Linked DNA regions of Mus musculus: all the other regions are linked to region 1. The links are chromatin contacts, called in public Hi-C and HiChIP or PLAC-seq maps. All regions are on one chromosome and are shown on one strand. Each heading gives the region's core, a stretch centred on a gene start, on an enhancer-like site or on the middle of the called end of the contact. The rest is flanking DNA. Distances are from core to core; before and after follow the strand shown.

What was found. Hi-C and Micro-C count contacts between places; a contact is called where the count stands out from the background. HiChIP or PLAC-seq counts read pairs in DNA pulled down with a chosen protein or histone mark.
Region 2: an H3K4me3 HiChIP or PLAC-seq map of embryonic forebrain shows a contact between it and region 1, with 4 times the contacts expected there. The contact joins two enhancer-like sites. A contact is called at or near these places in 1 of 39 promoter capture datasets (hippocampal neurons), 3 of 484 Hi-C or Micro-C datasets (cerebellum, embryonic cerebral cortex and neural progenitor cells), 4 of 115 datasets of contacts at active chromatin or transcription factors (differentiating embryonic stem cells, embryonic forebrain, embryonic hindbrain and 1 more) and 2 of 9 other capture datasets (embryonic stem cells and embryonic tail).
Region 3: a contact with region 1 is called in a Hi-C map of cortical neurons, with 7 times the contacts expected there. The contact joins the promoter of Mef2c here to the enhancer-like site in region 1. A contact is called at or near these places in 4 of 484 Hi-C or Micro-C datasets (cerebellum, cerebral cortex and cortical neurons), 1 of 115 datasets of contacts at active chromatin or transcription factors (astrocytes) and 1 of 9 other capture datasets (adipose tissue).
Region 4: a contact with region 1 is called in an H3K4me3 HiChIP or PLAC-seq map of forebrain, with 3 times the contacts expected there. The contact joins two enhancer-like sites. A contact is called at or near these places in 5 of 115 datasets of contacts at active chromatin or transcription factors (astrocytes, embryonic basal ganglia, embryonic forebrain and 2 more).
Region 5: an H3K4me3 HiChIP or PLAC-seq map of embryonic forebrain shows a contact between it and region 1, with 5 times the contacts expected there. The contact joins two enhancer-like sites. A contact is called at or near these places in 5 of 115 datasets of contacts at active chromatin or transcription factors (embryonic basal ganglia, embryonic forebrain, embryonic hindbrain and 2 more).

The regions. Positions count from the first base shown.
Region 1 is chr13:84,058,087-84,060,786 of GRCm38.p6, forward strand. All of the region lies in intron 1 of Gm17750 (predicted gene, 17750), which reads right to left. Among named protein-coding and RNA genes, the nearest start is that of Gm17750, 5.3 kb to the right of the region's middle. RefSeq lists an enhancer at 145-2,700. Within about 2 kb of position 1,390, at least 74 of the 459 cell types and tissues checked have an H3K27ac peak or open chromatin away from gene starts, as enhancers often do. A contact at or near this core is called in astrocytes, cerebellum, cerebral cortex and 5 more, where this site is marked.
Region 2 is chr13:84,638,058-84,640,757 of GRCm38.p6, forward strand. The region is part of intron 2 of Gm34196 (a long non-coding RNA gene); the gene reads right to left. Among named protein-coding and RNA genes, the nearest start is that of Gm34246, 36 kb to the right of the region's middle. Within about 2 kb of position 1,379, at least 20 of the 459 cell types and tissues checked have an H3K27ac peak or open chromatin away from gene starts, as enhancers often do. A contact at or near this core is called in embryonic cerebral cortex and embryonic forebrain, where this site is marked.
Region 3 is chr13:83,523,352-83,526,051 of GRCm38.p6, forward strand. It overlaps Mef2c (myocyte enhancer factor 2C), which reads left to right and starts at 1,392. Exons shown (of 11, transcript NM_001347575.1): 1 at 1,392-1,729.
Region 4 is chr13:84,804,017-84,806,716 of GRCm38.p6, forward strand. All of the region lies in intron 2 of Gm34196 (a long non-coding RNA gene), which reads right to left. Among named protein-coding and RNA genes, the nearest start is that of Gm34196, 100 kb to the right of the region's middle. Within about 2 kb of position 1,350, at least 33 of the 459 cell types and tissues checked have an H3K27ac peak or open chromatin away from gene starts, as enhancers often do. A contact at or near this core is called in embryonic basal ganglia, embryonic forebrain and forebrain, where this site is marked.
Region 5 is chr13:84,782,360-84,785,059 of GRCm38.p6, forward strand. The region is part of intron 2 of Gm34196 (a long non-coding RNA gene); the gene reads right to left. Among named protein-coding and RNA genes, the nearest start is that of Gm34246, 110 kb to the left of the region's middle. RefSeq lists an enhancer at 1-2,700. Within about 2 kb of position 1,397, at least 32 of the 459 cell types and tissues checked have an H3K27ac peak or open chromatin away from gene starts, as enhancers often do. A contact at or near this core is called in embryonic basal ganglia and embryonic forebrain, where this site is marked.

The DNA of each region.
Region 1 (2,700 bases), core at 140-2,639:
TGAAAATGCAGATTTGAAAGTTGATAATAATCTAACTGCATGCAATTATTTTGTTATCTATGGACACTGTTGAGATGTTTACATTAATTAAGAAGCCCATTTTTATAGCCATTTTTTAATACCCAGAAAAATGAGATTGGGAAAGAAGCTGGGCTACTGAGTGGGTATGTATTCCTGAGAGTGTGTCTGGATTTGTTTTTCTGTTTGGGGGGCTTGAATAACCCGTCCCTGGTGCAATAAAGAGAGATTTGTCTCCCTGCTTTCTAGCACTTTGGTGATGCTAGAGTAGGGTGCCAAGTAAGTTAAGCAAGTCTCCCATCCGCATCAGGAACCACCTTAACCTAGAGAGCTATCAAGGAAAATACTTTGGGATCTAGATGCTGGCTTTGACCAACTGTAGGAGGCTAAGAGGCAAACAGACCCACCAAAGTCTGACAAAGGCAAGAAGTCCCTGAAGACACAAGGCAAAAAGACAGAGCAACAACCCCATAGAAAACTACACTTACAGCAGCTCAGAAATACACAAATACCGTTTAGAAATGGCCTAAAATTCTCACATGGGAACAAAAGGTTAACTATATGATTAAGAGATATATTGTTCTGTTTTTGATTTAAAAAAAAAAAAAGAAACACAATTTGTGACTTCATATTTTTTTCCTTTCATCTTATAAAATTCTCATTCTGAATTTGAGCATGGGTACGAGAAGTACGGTAATTAACAGAGTCAACAATACAATATTTTAACAGAATATCCACCTGCAGCTGGTTCTTTGCTTATAATTGTTTCATTATTCATTTTATTTCTTGAGCACGCACTGGTGGAAAGCAAAAGAAAGGCATACTGTAGGCCTCCCTGAGATGAAACACTGTAGCAAAAGCTGAGTTTTATACTTGGTTTTCAAACTATTGAATAATATCCTATGAGACCTCTTAGGTCTTAACTGGATTAAAATGAATATATTTGTGCTCCTGCTCTTCAGTTAACTAATGTGCATGTGAATTGACGCTGCGAGGGAGCCACACTGAGAGTAGATGCAGGGGACAGGACGAGTGTCGCTGTGCAAAGGAGTGAGCAGGCTGCCTTTGCCTCCGACAAAATGAAAATGAGCAGGCCTTGGGGTCTGGTGCATTTTGTCGGGGCCAGAAGAGCAGCTGAGCTGAGGGATGAAGGGGGAGGGGAAAGGGTGGTGGTAAAAGGGAGGTGGAGAACAGGGTGTGGGGTGTGTGTGTGTGTGTGTGTGTGTGTGTGTGTGATCACTCTGAGGTTTTAGTTATGACTGTGGTGCTTGCGGTTTTTGTTTAGTTGTCTCGCAGCATAAACAGCCTTGAGCTTCAGGTTCAGGGTGGAGTGCATGCAAAGGGAATGTCAACGTAGTTCTCTTTCTGTCCTTTCCCCGTGGTTGCTACTCAGAAAACTGTGGCTGGGAAGGAGTGGGATGGGGGGGAGGTGAAGTAAAGAGAAGGGGGTCTGTCTGCAGCTGCCCCTCTCACACTTGAATAAAAGAACTTTTTTTTTTCAGGGGTAGGGAAGCTGTGAATACCTTTCCCAATAAGAGATGAGGCATATTGAAAACTATATTAAATTACCCTGATTAACAATTTAGCCACGAACAGGGGAGCTTTGGGAGATCTCTATAGGCAGGACTGGGGGCTATTCATGCCAGCAGCTAAGAGGTCGAAAGGTTTCTGAAGTTCACAGGCTCAGAGCCTTTGTTATGCTAACAGACAATCTCAAATCAGCTGCCTAGTGGAGTGTGAAATATAAATGATTCCTTGAGAACTTCCAGTAAGTTGTCACTCTTGCTCTCCAAATACCAGGACAGGCTGCTAATTTCTAGCAGACCCTTTTGCAACATCGCTAGCCCTAAATGAATGCCTTTGTAGTTCAAATAATCTTTTCAAGGGAGCTGTCCTATCATCATAGCCCAAACGCATCTTGGTTTTGACTATTAAATGAAAATCAGAGTTCAGCCCTGCTTGACTTTTCCAAGCAGCCGATGTTTGGGAAGGGTAGAGGCAGCTCTCATGCACAAGAAGTTAGCACCCACTGCAGGAGGGCCAGGGCATTAATAACAGCTACAGCCATGACTACCCCAACTCCAACCCCCACCCCTACCCCTACCAGGAACAAAGCTCCTGGAGAGATTTACAGGGGGCTCCCCTCAGGCTGGACTACCTTCTTCTTTCAACCATACCAAGTCTTCTCTGATTTATGGACCCTCTGTCCAACAGGACAGCCAGCTGACCTGTTAGCATCTCACTGGTCACTTTGAAGCAGCAACCTTAGGGATGAATATATTCATTCTTTAGGGCAGATGAGGCCAAGAAGAAGAGGACAAGGTGTATGTCCAGGCTGTGCCCTTAGTATCAGAAGCTTGTGCATATTTTTTCCTTTTCCCATAAGTGTAAAAGCATGGCTTAAGGTCTTGGGTAGAATCTGTGAGCATGTCCAGAGAACTGTCTTAGCTCTTCACATCTGAATCTCAAAGCTTTGAAAATAAGGAAAAACACTACCAGTCCAAACCTCATATAAGTTCTGAGAGCAACAATGAGAATGTACTAAGGGAAGTATGGCCAAATCAAGCGATCTAGTAGAAAAGGGTAGGGCCAATTTAAAAAATAAAGAAATCACAGAAGAGAGGGCAGAGCAAAGGCTGAGAGGCACCCGTCTCCATGAGTCTGCACAGAGAAACAGCAGCA
Region 2 (2,700 bases), core at 129-2,628, 580 kb after region 1:
TGTAGTGATAGAAATAAAAGACTATAAAAGGGAAAATTTTCAGTTCCATAGAAATTTGGGGAAATACACTCAGAGTACTTTGAGATAAATAATATTAGATCATTTGGAATTATCTATCATAGAGCATATCCCTCTCTCTGGTGGTTAGAACATCACCAAGCATGTGTTGGTTTACATAATGAGCAAGATTAAAATAACTTCTAAGAGTCCACATGCTGTCAAATTTGCTGCTATTTTTCCATATGAAGCAAATCTCAGACATTTATTCTCCATAAAATAGGTAAAAAAAAAATCAAAAGCCCTCTAATTGGTAGAAATTCTCAGGGCAGGTCTATAAAGTTCATTAGTGCTCAGACATTTAATAAGCAAATGTCTGCTCAGGGACACCAAATGGCCTCAGTTCCTATTGAACACAAGTCTCTTTTCAAACCATTGATGTGAAATGATTCTATTGACACTAGCTTTTGAAGAAAAACTTTAGTTGAAGGGAACTATGTCCAACATTTATCTCTATTGGTGGATTTTTTTTCATCTTATTTATTCTTCTTTTATTTTGTATGTGAGAAGGAAAAAACAAAGTCAGATCAAACACGCCTATGGAACAAAGCACCAGGATTCACACCAGTGTGCTAGGAATGGGAAGATTTTGCTCCCATTCGCTCTGAAAGGCTCTGATGAATTTTCCCATACCCTATGCACAGGAACAACAGTGGATGCCTCCTCCACTGGAGCACGATGTCTAAGAAATGCATCTCTCACTTCATTTCCAGTGTCCATGCTTTCCTGGACATGTACCTTAAGCTTCTTTTTCTCTTTCAGTTCCTTTCATTGCCAAAACGAAAGGTAACTTTGGGAGTGAACATGAGTAGTGAAACTTAGCTCTGGAGACAAGCAGTAACTTTTCATTTCAGAGTTTTGAAAATAGCTGGTTCTAAATTGTTTAGACGGACTGTTTTTACTTTGTTATGTCATGATATCAGTTGAGTAGAGACGGCCTTCTAGACGTTGCACAGTTTCTCGTCTCTTTGAAGTCAATGCTCACTACATCTCTACTCTCTGCTGGTCCTTTAATCAGTGTCCAGTCTGTCTGATGAGAATAGCCCCAGGATGGAGCCCGAGACCAAGCCATGGGCAGCACCCCTTTGTCCTACTCACATGGATGGGACATGATTCCACAGGATTAGCCAACAATTATATGCTCTGAACTGATCAATTCAGTCAATTTACTGTGCAAAGTAAATTGATCCTTCAGAACAAAGGTTTCTGTCAGCAGGGAGCTACCTGAGAAAGCAGCATGCCTGTGTAAACAGTTCTGTCCTTCTCCCAGTGTGGAGTGGCCCCACGCCATATGGTGCCACTATGAACTTATTAGCTGACGGATTAACTGATCTCTGCATTTGGGATCCCCAGTTTCCAGCTGTGAGAATGATTGATGGGCTAACTACTGCTCCAGTCTTGGAAGTTATTTCCTCCATTTAACAGAGTCAAGAAGACAGAAAATTGCCCCCTTTGTAAATGCTAATCTCACCACTCCTTCGAACACCCAACATAGCAATTTATTCAAGGCAAAGTCTTAAAATTGGTATAGTGCACATCAAATGCATACTAATTAGCAATTTCTTTTGAAGGCTCCATCACTTATTAAGGGTCTCCTTTTCCATATGTTCATCATGCCCCACTTCACCCTTTAATTACAAAACAGCACTTTCAACTAATTGCGAGAAGGTATATTGTGCCTGGAATCTGTATTACACACTATACCTTCTGATGCCTAATTTAGGGTCACATGGAAGGCAGACAGATAAGCAGGCGGAAAAGCTCAGAACCATCATCTGCAATTTTAGGCATATTTGGGCATTGTCAGGATGAATGTTTCATCTACAATGGTGTCTAGGACACTCTTCAGTGGACACTGTGCAGAAGAATGGGGTGAATATTAGGTTAACAATTGGGATCTTTTCCAGATTACAAAGATTATTGGATTGGATTATTTAATCCAACAGAATGATATTACATTTGTTACTTTACAATTTCTTCAATCCCAAATGTTGAAAAAAAACTTTTAAGTCCAATAAGCAGTCTTTTAAGTATAATAGCTGGATTATAGAAGGAAGAATTTTGCAAAATACACTGGAAGGATGCTCAAAAGAAATATTTCCTGTTGTATAATGGTGATGTTTTTCTTTATTAAACCACAGTTCTTATGCAATCTAAATGATCCTAATGGCTATCCCAATTATTGGTCTGCCACATACAGTCTGCCAATGTCACCTTCATCGCAATGCTGAGTGCTAAAGAATGGGACCTTTCTCTTGCTCCTTTTATGTAGTAGTCCCTGAAGAGACTCTGGTAATAATTCTTCCTTCTTAATGTTGGTCCTGAAAGCATTGGTGCAAGTTTAGGCTTCACGAATACTCAGGCTGCAAAATGATGATAGAATCAAAAAAAACTTGATTCATGGTGGTCGAAGATCAGGTGAAGTGTGACCCACACTCCAAAGGAAGTTCATTTTTCATAAGCTCCACAAACTTGATGTCATCACACACACCAGCAAATCAGTCAGGCCCAACCATCCTAAGTTAAGATCATTTCAAGTTAGTTTTCAAAACTGTTCCTAATTGTGAACTAATAGATGGGAGACATAAAAAGAGTGTAAATGGCAAAAAAGTCCCATTTTTTATGGAAAGAAAATTTAAGGAC
Region 3 (2,700 bases), core at 142-2,641, 530 kb before region 1:
TCACCCGCTATCTATCGGTCAGGGGAGCCTAATGCATTTGGGAAGTTGTTTTTGGTTTACTTGCTAATGACCTGGATAAAGTCCAGTAAGGTGTGGAGGGAAGGAGGGGGCATTCTCCGAGGAAGCTGTCCTCTCAGTAAATTTGTCCAGATTGATTCGAAAGTTAATGGCCCGGGGATAAAGTCGAGATTTCAAAAACTTGTAATTAATTTATTACTAACATTGGAGGATCCTTTCGGCTCACTTTCTAGCCTAGCCCTCCTGACTCTCAAGGCCAAAAGCTTTATACATTCTGGGCGGGCAGGAAGCGCACGCTGGGATCGAGGCTTGCAGACATCCTGGATCGTGGCTTTTACGCGTGAGTAACGGAGGCGCGCGCGGACCGGAGCAAGGATGAAGTGGCTACTGAGAATCTAAAGGGGGCGGGGGGGGGGGGAGTCACTAGAGCAGCTCTTAGGGTCGCGCTCCTATTGGTCAGAAGGAAGATCTCGACTTCAGAAGGACTTTCCTGCTAGCTGGCTTGCAGCCTCCCCGGGGGAGCGAGCGCGCAGGAGCCTAGCGTCCTCTGTAGCGGCGGGGAGAGAGGCAGGGAGCCGCCGCTCCCCGTGTTGTCTTCCCTTTCATGCAATAAAGAATTGTCATTAGGTTTGCGTATGGCATGTGCCATTACCCCACCGTAAAACTAAAATTAGCAAAATGTCAGGAATGGAAAGATTGATTCACCAAGATGCAATTATCATTTAAAAGTGCTTGATTGAGGTACTGATGTTCAGTGATTTATTCTGCATACCATATACATAATTAAAGTAGTGTAGTGGAGTAATTTATCAATCTAGTTGAGACTGGAGGGGTGAGGAGGGAGCTGCAGTATGTTTGTTTTATTAAAATGTTGCGAGGTTCTAGTCCCGCCCCCCTTTTGCAAGAGTGAAACTGATGATTTCCCCAGCTCGGGAGGAGAGGCAACGGTTTGGGCTGGTTGGGATAGAGAAACGGAAAGGAAAAGGCAGCGCCAGGCAAAGGCAAGAATAAAATGAATTGGGGGACAGGGGTAGCACCGGAGCGTACGTGCTGCTTAGAACCCCAGCCCCGTGTGCTCCGTCTTGCTTGCCGCCCCCGCGTCCCCTCCCAGTATCCTTACATTCCCCCCACCCCCCGCTCTTTTACACGACCTATCTAAGGCTATGAGCTGCTCTCCTTTTCCCATTCGTCTCCAGTCACTTCCTTCCTGGACACAGTTTTCTGGACGAGTCTGGTTACTTTTAATCCCACCGGCCACAGACAACCACTTTCTCCTCCTCTTCCACCTCCTCCTTCGCTTCCTCCACCTTCCTCCTCCTCCTCTTTCTCCTCCTCCTCTCTCTCCTCCTCCTCTTTCTCCTCCTCCTCTTCCAGCGGCTTCGGTGCGCGCGCGAATGCGCAAGCCCGCGCGCGCCTCCCCCTTGCCCCCCTCTCGCGCGCGCACACACGCACACTTCGTCTCCAGCTCTCTGCTCGCTCGCCTCGCAGTCACAGACACTTGAGCACACGCGTACACCCAGACATCTTCGGGCTGCTATTGGATTGACTTTGAAGGTTCTGTGTGGGTCGCCGTGCCTGCAGCTTTGAATCAAGTGGAGAAGCACTTCAAGGCTGGACAAAGTAAAGATTATTGTTATTTTTTTTCTTTCTCTTCCTCTCTTTTAAGAAAGGAAAATATTCCAAGGACTAATTTGGTCGTGTCTTCCTTCATGTAAGTACCTCTGACATTTTTCCAAAAGAATAGAAATAGCTTGTGTATTGTCTCTGAAATCTGCACCAATCTCTTCCAGGCACTGGGTCTATCTATCCAACTCCTTTCTGGAAGGCTTAAGTTAAGGCTTGTTGTGCATTCTTTTCTTTAGACTCTACGATTTCCTTGTGTGTGTCTGAAAGTAACTTTTTAGATAGTAGTATCCGTTTGCCATCTGCTATTGAATTCACATCTGACTCTTCCTGTCACATCAGTTTGTTTAAAGTTTCAAGAAGTTAGTTCCTGTCATTAGCATGTTTGATAGGGTGGAGAACGTGGATACTAGTGTATTTTAGGATTTCACAGACTGTTCTGTGACCTTGAAGTCGCTGTCTTAAAATTTAGCTCTTAGTTCACTGTGGAAAGATGTTCCTATGAGTTACCCCAAAGACTGGTTTTCCCTGGGTTTGGATTCTGAGCCACTAGTCCTTGGGATGACTTTAAGCTAAAGCAGGGCTGTCTGCCAGAGGCCACCTTTTGTGCATCCTCTTCCCTCATCAAAGTGCAGGCTTGAAAGAGTTTAATTGGTGGGGACCAGAAGCAGTTGCCCTGGCCATGGTAGTCTGTGCATTGCACAGTTCATGTTTGCATTTCAGCATGTGCACTGTTGTTTAGATCAAGGGAAATATTAAGCTATTTAAAAACAAACAAAACTAAGTCACTTAGCCTGCCTTCTGTTTGGACTTTGGATGAAAGTTACTAAACTAAGTGACAAAGTTGGCCGTAAAGGAAGTCTATAGAGACGGAGCACATTGCTTATTGTATTATTGTGTATTATGCAAGTGTTTGAGTGCAATGCTAATGTGACTTCCTTTCCAGAGCAAGGCTACCAATTCTTAAGGAAATTGTTATGTCTGAGCCATTTTGTACTGTTCTAGATGCTATGGTTATGAACCTTTTCCCTCACATTTTTGAAATGGATGTGATGTGTT
Region 4 (2,700 bases), core at 100-2,599, 750 kb after region 1:
AGCTTGGAATTTGTCGTCACCTTACTTAGAATGTGACTTTCTTCCTTTGGTTTAAAAGATCTTCCTTGAAGAGTGAAGGGATTCTGTCTTAGCTGTTCTTTTAGCTACATATTTTCCTAAATATGCACAAATAGACATTAGCTGTTTATAATTATCATACTTTGGCTCTATGAACATCAAAGATAATCATTACACACAGAAGACATGCTTCAGAAGGGACGCTCTGTTTGCTGCTTGCTACTCTCTCCTCAGCTTCCAGTTATTTCACAGGCAGACAATATACAACAGTGCTAGGCCTCTCAATATTCCTTCAAAAGCTGGATGATGCTGAGGGGGAAATCCACAAGGTCAGAAGAACTCATGTACCAGAATTCAAGTCTCCTGAGTACGGCTGTATGTAAAGCTGCCCATTAGCACACACAAAGGTCCTCAGTTCTTACCCTGCAGGACTGGGCAGCCAAAGTGCCTTCAGACCCTTCTCCCATAATATGTTAGTGAATGAATTCTTAAAGACAAAAGACGTCCCTACAATCTTTAATAAAGGCAGGGTTCCCAGTAAGTGTATGAAAGCAGGATAATGAATGAGTGAGCTTTTACAAAAAGAAATCTAAGTACTTTCAGCTGTTCTGAAATACAGCATAAATAGTCTATTTGGCTTTATATTTTGGTAAATGTTGTGCTAAGTCCTACAAAGGAAATAAAAATGGCCCTGTTTTCTCATGGATGAACACTATTTTCCTAGTTATAGCGCAGCAATACAATGACTAGAAGGGTCAAATAACCAGAGCCTGGGCTGCAGGGACAAGCCACTCCTTTTTCCTTTCATTGTTTGCCACATCCACAAAAGCAAACTGTGCAATCCTCTTTCCTGAAGCAAAATAAAAAATAATTCAATTCATTTATATATTGCTTATCTTATTTAAGAAATCCTCATATCTAAGGAGTTACTAAATTAATATTAAATATAAAAGAGTAAATATTTTTCCTGAATCTAATCTTTTATTAATCTGCATACATGTTATTCCAAATATATACATGTGGATTGCAACATATATATGTGCATAGAATGTATAAATGCATATATATTATACATGAATGATTTATTACAGAAATATCAGTGTTTCTAGATTACACTGCATACTTGATGAGCTGTCATTAGTGCAGAAACGATACATAGCTTTTCAACAAAAGAAAAGAATGAGGCTGCCAGAGTATGCAGTGGTTTAGGCTTTTTTTTTCTTTCTTTCTTTCTTTTTTTTTTTTTTTTCAGCATCCATCCCTGCCAATCTCTGCACTGCCAGTAGGGAAAACCATATCCATGGCAACCAACCGTACCATTCCAACCCACATCAATGACGCCTCCAATCTAAACTGTCAAATATTCTATGCACATCATGTAAAATAGGTCTCTTTCCCCTTATACCTCTGTGCATCTCGTTTCCGTGGCTACATGTTTATGCAAATGAGAATTGTCCTTTCTCTCTCAGGTTGATTGAACACTGAATTTGTTTTGCACCTTGGCAATGTAAAACCATGCTGTCTTGCCACCTGGTCTACCACATAATTGCAAAAAATTACATTATAATGATAACTGTCCCTAAATTAGCCTGATAACACCATCTACCTGCCTTGTGAGTGAAAGAAACAGTATGCAATAAAGAAGGATGTTAAAACAGAGTCGAGATAGGGGAATAATATTTAATTGGCTCTCCAGAGTCTACTAATTTTCAGAATTGGAAACCTAGTGTTTGATTTGTTCTTTTTAGTCAGTGAGAAGAAAAAATATCCTTCATAAATTCTGAATGACAAATTTGTCCATCCTTTTTTGCATGTGGTTTCAGCATCCCTGGGAATCTATAGTGTCATTTCCCCCTGGAAGAAAGGAAACACAAAACATGCTGGCCATGTGCTCTAAATTTTCACTCAGAGTCAGTTTTAGCCATAAATTTCTCTCAATCCTCATGTCTCTCTCAATCTTTTCCCCCAATCCACTCTAAATCTTGCATCAATACGCTTCTTTTAAAGTTAAGATACAGAATTTTTACAAGATGACACATATTGAAATAAAATGAAGCTCTGAATCTAGAAAGGCCCTATATGCACTCCCTTAATCATCTGCTTCCTACACAATTATGTGTAGGAATGATTCGCTGGTGGTGTTGACAGTATTTTATTTTAATTCCAGAAAAATATCAAGTGTATAGAAATGAGAAAAACAATTAACTGCTTTTGTTTAGTTAATTTAAATTATATTTTAAAAATATGATTTTAAGAATTACTTTTATGTTAACTTTTTTTTTTACAAAAAAGACAATAGTAGTAGGTAAAAAAGTAGAACATAGTAATTTTACTCTAGAGTGTAAGTGAAAAATAGAAAATACTAACCTCTTTTATAACAAATACTGCATATATGTTTTTCTTTTTCCATATTTACTACCTGTCTTCTCAAAATATCAAATCCATCCATATTGAAAAAAATGTGAAATTTCACAAGATGTTTCCCTCACATTAATTTTTTGACGTTTGTCTACATTGGACTGGAGTCACTTTTGATGAGATTAGGGAGAAACAAAGTTGTCAAACGTAGCTAAAATCAATGTCCAGTTAACCGAAGATCTGCGAATGTTTCCTGACCAAGATTTTCCATCAGCTTTCTTTCCACCTCCCTTTGTAAACTCTACATACCTATTGGGTTCAGCT
Region 5 (2,700 bases), core at 147-2,646, 720 kb after region 1:
CAACAGAGAGTTTGTGCCCCAGCTTCTCAGTGCATCAGTGAGTTGGACAAAGTGAAAAGGAGGTCGTCTTTCCCCTGAACTCGACCAAAGAGCACTTTCTCTGTCTGTAGCATAGGAGAAAGGAGGTCTGGAGCACATTGTTTGTCTACCATTCCATCACTTCTGCAGGTAGCATGTTGTCAATGTTTTCCACACTTATCAGTCATCTTATTTTGTCTTTCTACAGTCAACTCTCATTTTACAAAACAGAAACTGAGTCTTTTTGCAGTTGAATAATTTCCTCAAGGTCACACAATGGAAGGGAAGAAATGGTATCTGGATCTCTAAACTGTTCTTCTTTAAGTAACAGCATGAAAAGTGCATGCTTATGGAATAGCTGGGAGGATCGGACGGAGCCATCAAATTCCACATCCTCTCCGCTTGCCCAAGCTAACCATTTTATTGATATTTCTCTTGAATGATTAAAACATAAAAATTGCATTTTGCTTCTTATAACGCTTGTGATTTATGAGTTGTAAAAGACAATAAATAATAATGATAATCTCTCTAACTCTACTTCTTAGAATGAACTCGCATATCGTCTATTAGGCATTTACTTCAGTACTTCGCTTAGCACTTTCAATGTATTATTTTACATTTAAAAAGTGGCCATAAATGTTGGTATCTAGAATGCAGATGAAACTGAAACATATATTCTACTTTTAAAATAAAGATATGGACACTATTTTCTGTTTCTTTCATTTTATCCTTTATTTCAAGAAGACAGGTTTTCTATTGTCCAAATCTGGTCCACCCAGGTCTAAAGTGAACCTACAACAAAGAATATGCAGAAGGTGCTGAAAGTGGTGCAGTCAGCAGGGTTTAGCAAAGCCAGAGGCACAAAGACCATCTGAGAACTAACTGAAATCCAATTCACTTCTCTTATTTTGTTTTTCACCTGCTTGTACCAGGTGGCAAAAGCTGGCTGCACAGTATTTTTCTCAGCACTCAAACAAGTTAGCAGGCCAGCACATAGTCACCCTGGGTGAACAGGGAAAGTAATTCTGCCCTTCTCATTGGTGCAACATTAAGGGAAATGAATCTCATTCCGCTCATATTGGGGAAGTAATTTATCAGATGATTTATTTACAGTGCAGTCTGCATGACAAGTAAACAAATATGTTATTTTTGCCCACTGTAGTCAGATTTTTAAACAAGAGAAAGAGACAGAGTGAGTGTCTTTCTAAGATATGGGAGTAGGTCTGACAACAGCTTTGAAAAATAAAGGGACTCCATTACAAGGAGTTTAGCAAGAACTGATTTACATACGAGAGTAGATCTTTCATGAATGCTGTCAGCTTAGAGTGGAAAAGGGGAGGGGAAAAGGCTCCAATTGCGTGCTACCACTGTGCATGTTGATGAATCCCCAGGCACATGTTAATTAATGCCCTATTGTGTTTGGCAGACTACCAGGGACTGTGATTGTACACGGGCTGATCCTTTAAATGGAGAGCAGCTTACTCTATATTGAAAAGAAGAAGAAGAAGAAAAAAAAAAAGAATTGTATTTGTATAAGCCACAACTATTCCTTAGGAATAAGTGTTTTGCTTTTAGTACAGTTAGGAGAAGAGAACTGCCATCTATCACAATATTTTATCATTACACTCTAAAAAAATACTCAACTCCAGGAAAGTAAGAAATCACAGAAATGCCATTGTTTGTAAGAAACAAAAATGCAATTGCTTCCATTGTCTTATATGAACCATGGTCTAGATTTCACTTGAAAATACTGACAATTAATACTGGTGTCTGCCATCTTCAGTGGCTGAAGAAGAAGAATTGTACCCCAGCAATTCAAAGGATACCCTCATAATAAACATATGGAATGAGTGGGAGAAAATGTCACTTGGCTACAAAGGTAAATAGTTGGGGGAGGGTAGAATTTCAAATATCCTGGAAAAAGAATACAGCCTATAAAAATCTAATGCCAAGCTAGAGTTTTAATTTTGATCATAGGGAGAAAAAGACTTATTATTTTCTCAGCTCTCATTTCTTATTTGTTTTAATGTGCTTTTTATTACTTGTACTGTGAAGAGCTGTTGTCTGAAAGTGTAAGAGGCCTGAAAAAACAAATTGCCTCCTATTATTGCTTCTTATGAATAAAATTGACGTCTGAGAAGCTCCTGCTGTACTCTCACCCAAGAAGATACTGCAGCCTAACAATTAATTCTCTGAATCATTTAAATAAAAACAAAATTTGCCCCCAGCTGATTAAGGATCCACCTTTCCCCTAATGTCCACTGCTTTTGCCAAAATAGGCTGATGTCCTTTTCCGCTCATGCCTTAATAATTTCAGTCCTTTGGGCTTCCGCCTAAGTGGAACTCCCTTCAGATTTCCCTAGGATATGAAAGCTTCATTTATACTAGAGAGCCTTGGGCTACAAGGACAGCAGACACTGGAGACACGGGGGAAGCCCTCTCTTATAAGTGAAAAGCTTAGGTTTAATGTCTAGATGGCTTACCTGGCTTGGAATTCAGCCAGTCTAGGCTGGTCCCGCTCATTTGCTTTAACGAGAAGCCAAGCCTGCTTCTAATCTTAAATGGCTTCCCTTTCTTTTCTAATCATCTAGTCTTTTTGCCTCTAGTCTTTGAAGTAAAGCTTCAACTCCAGGAGCATTTGCTGTCTTTGGGAGAGCTTCCAACTACTATTACTCTGTTCTA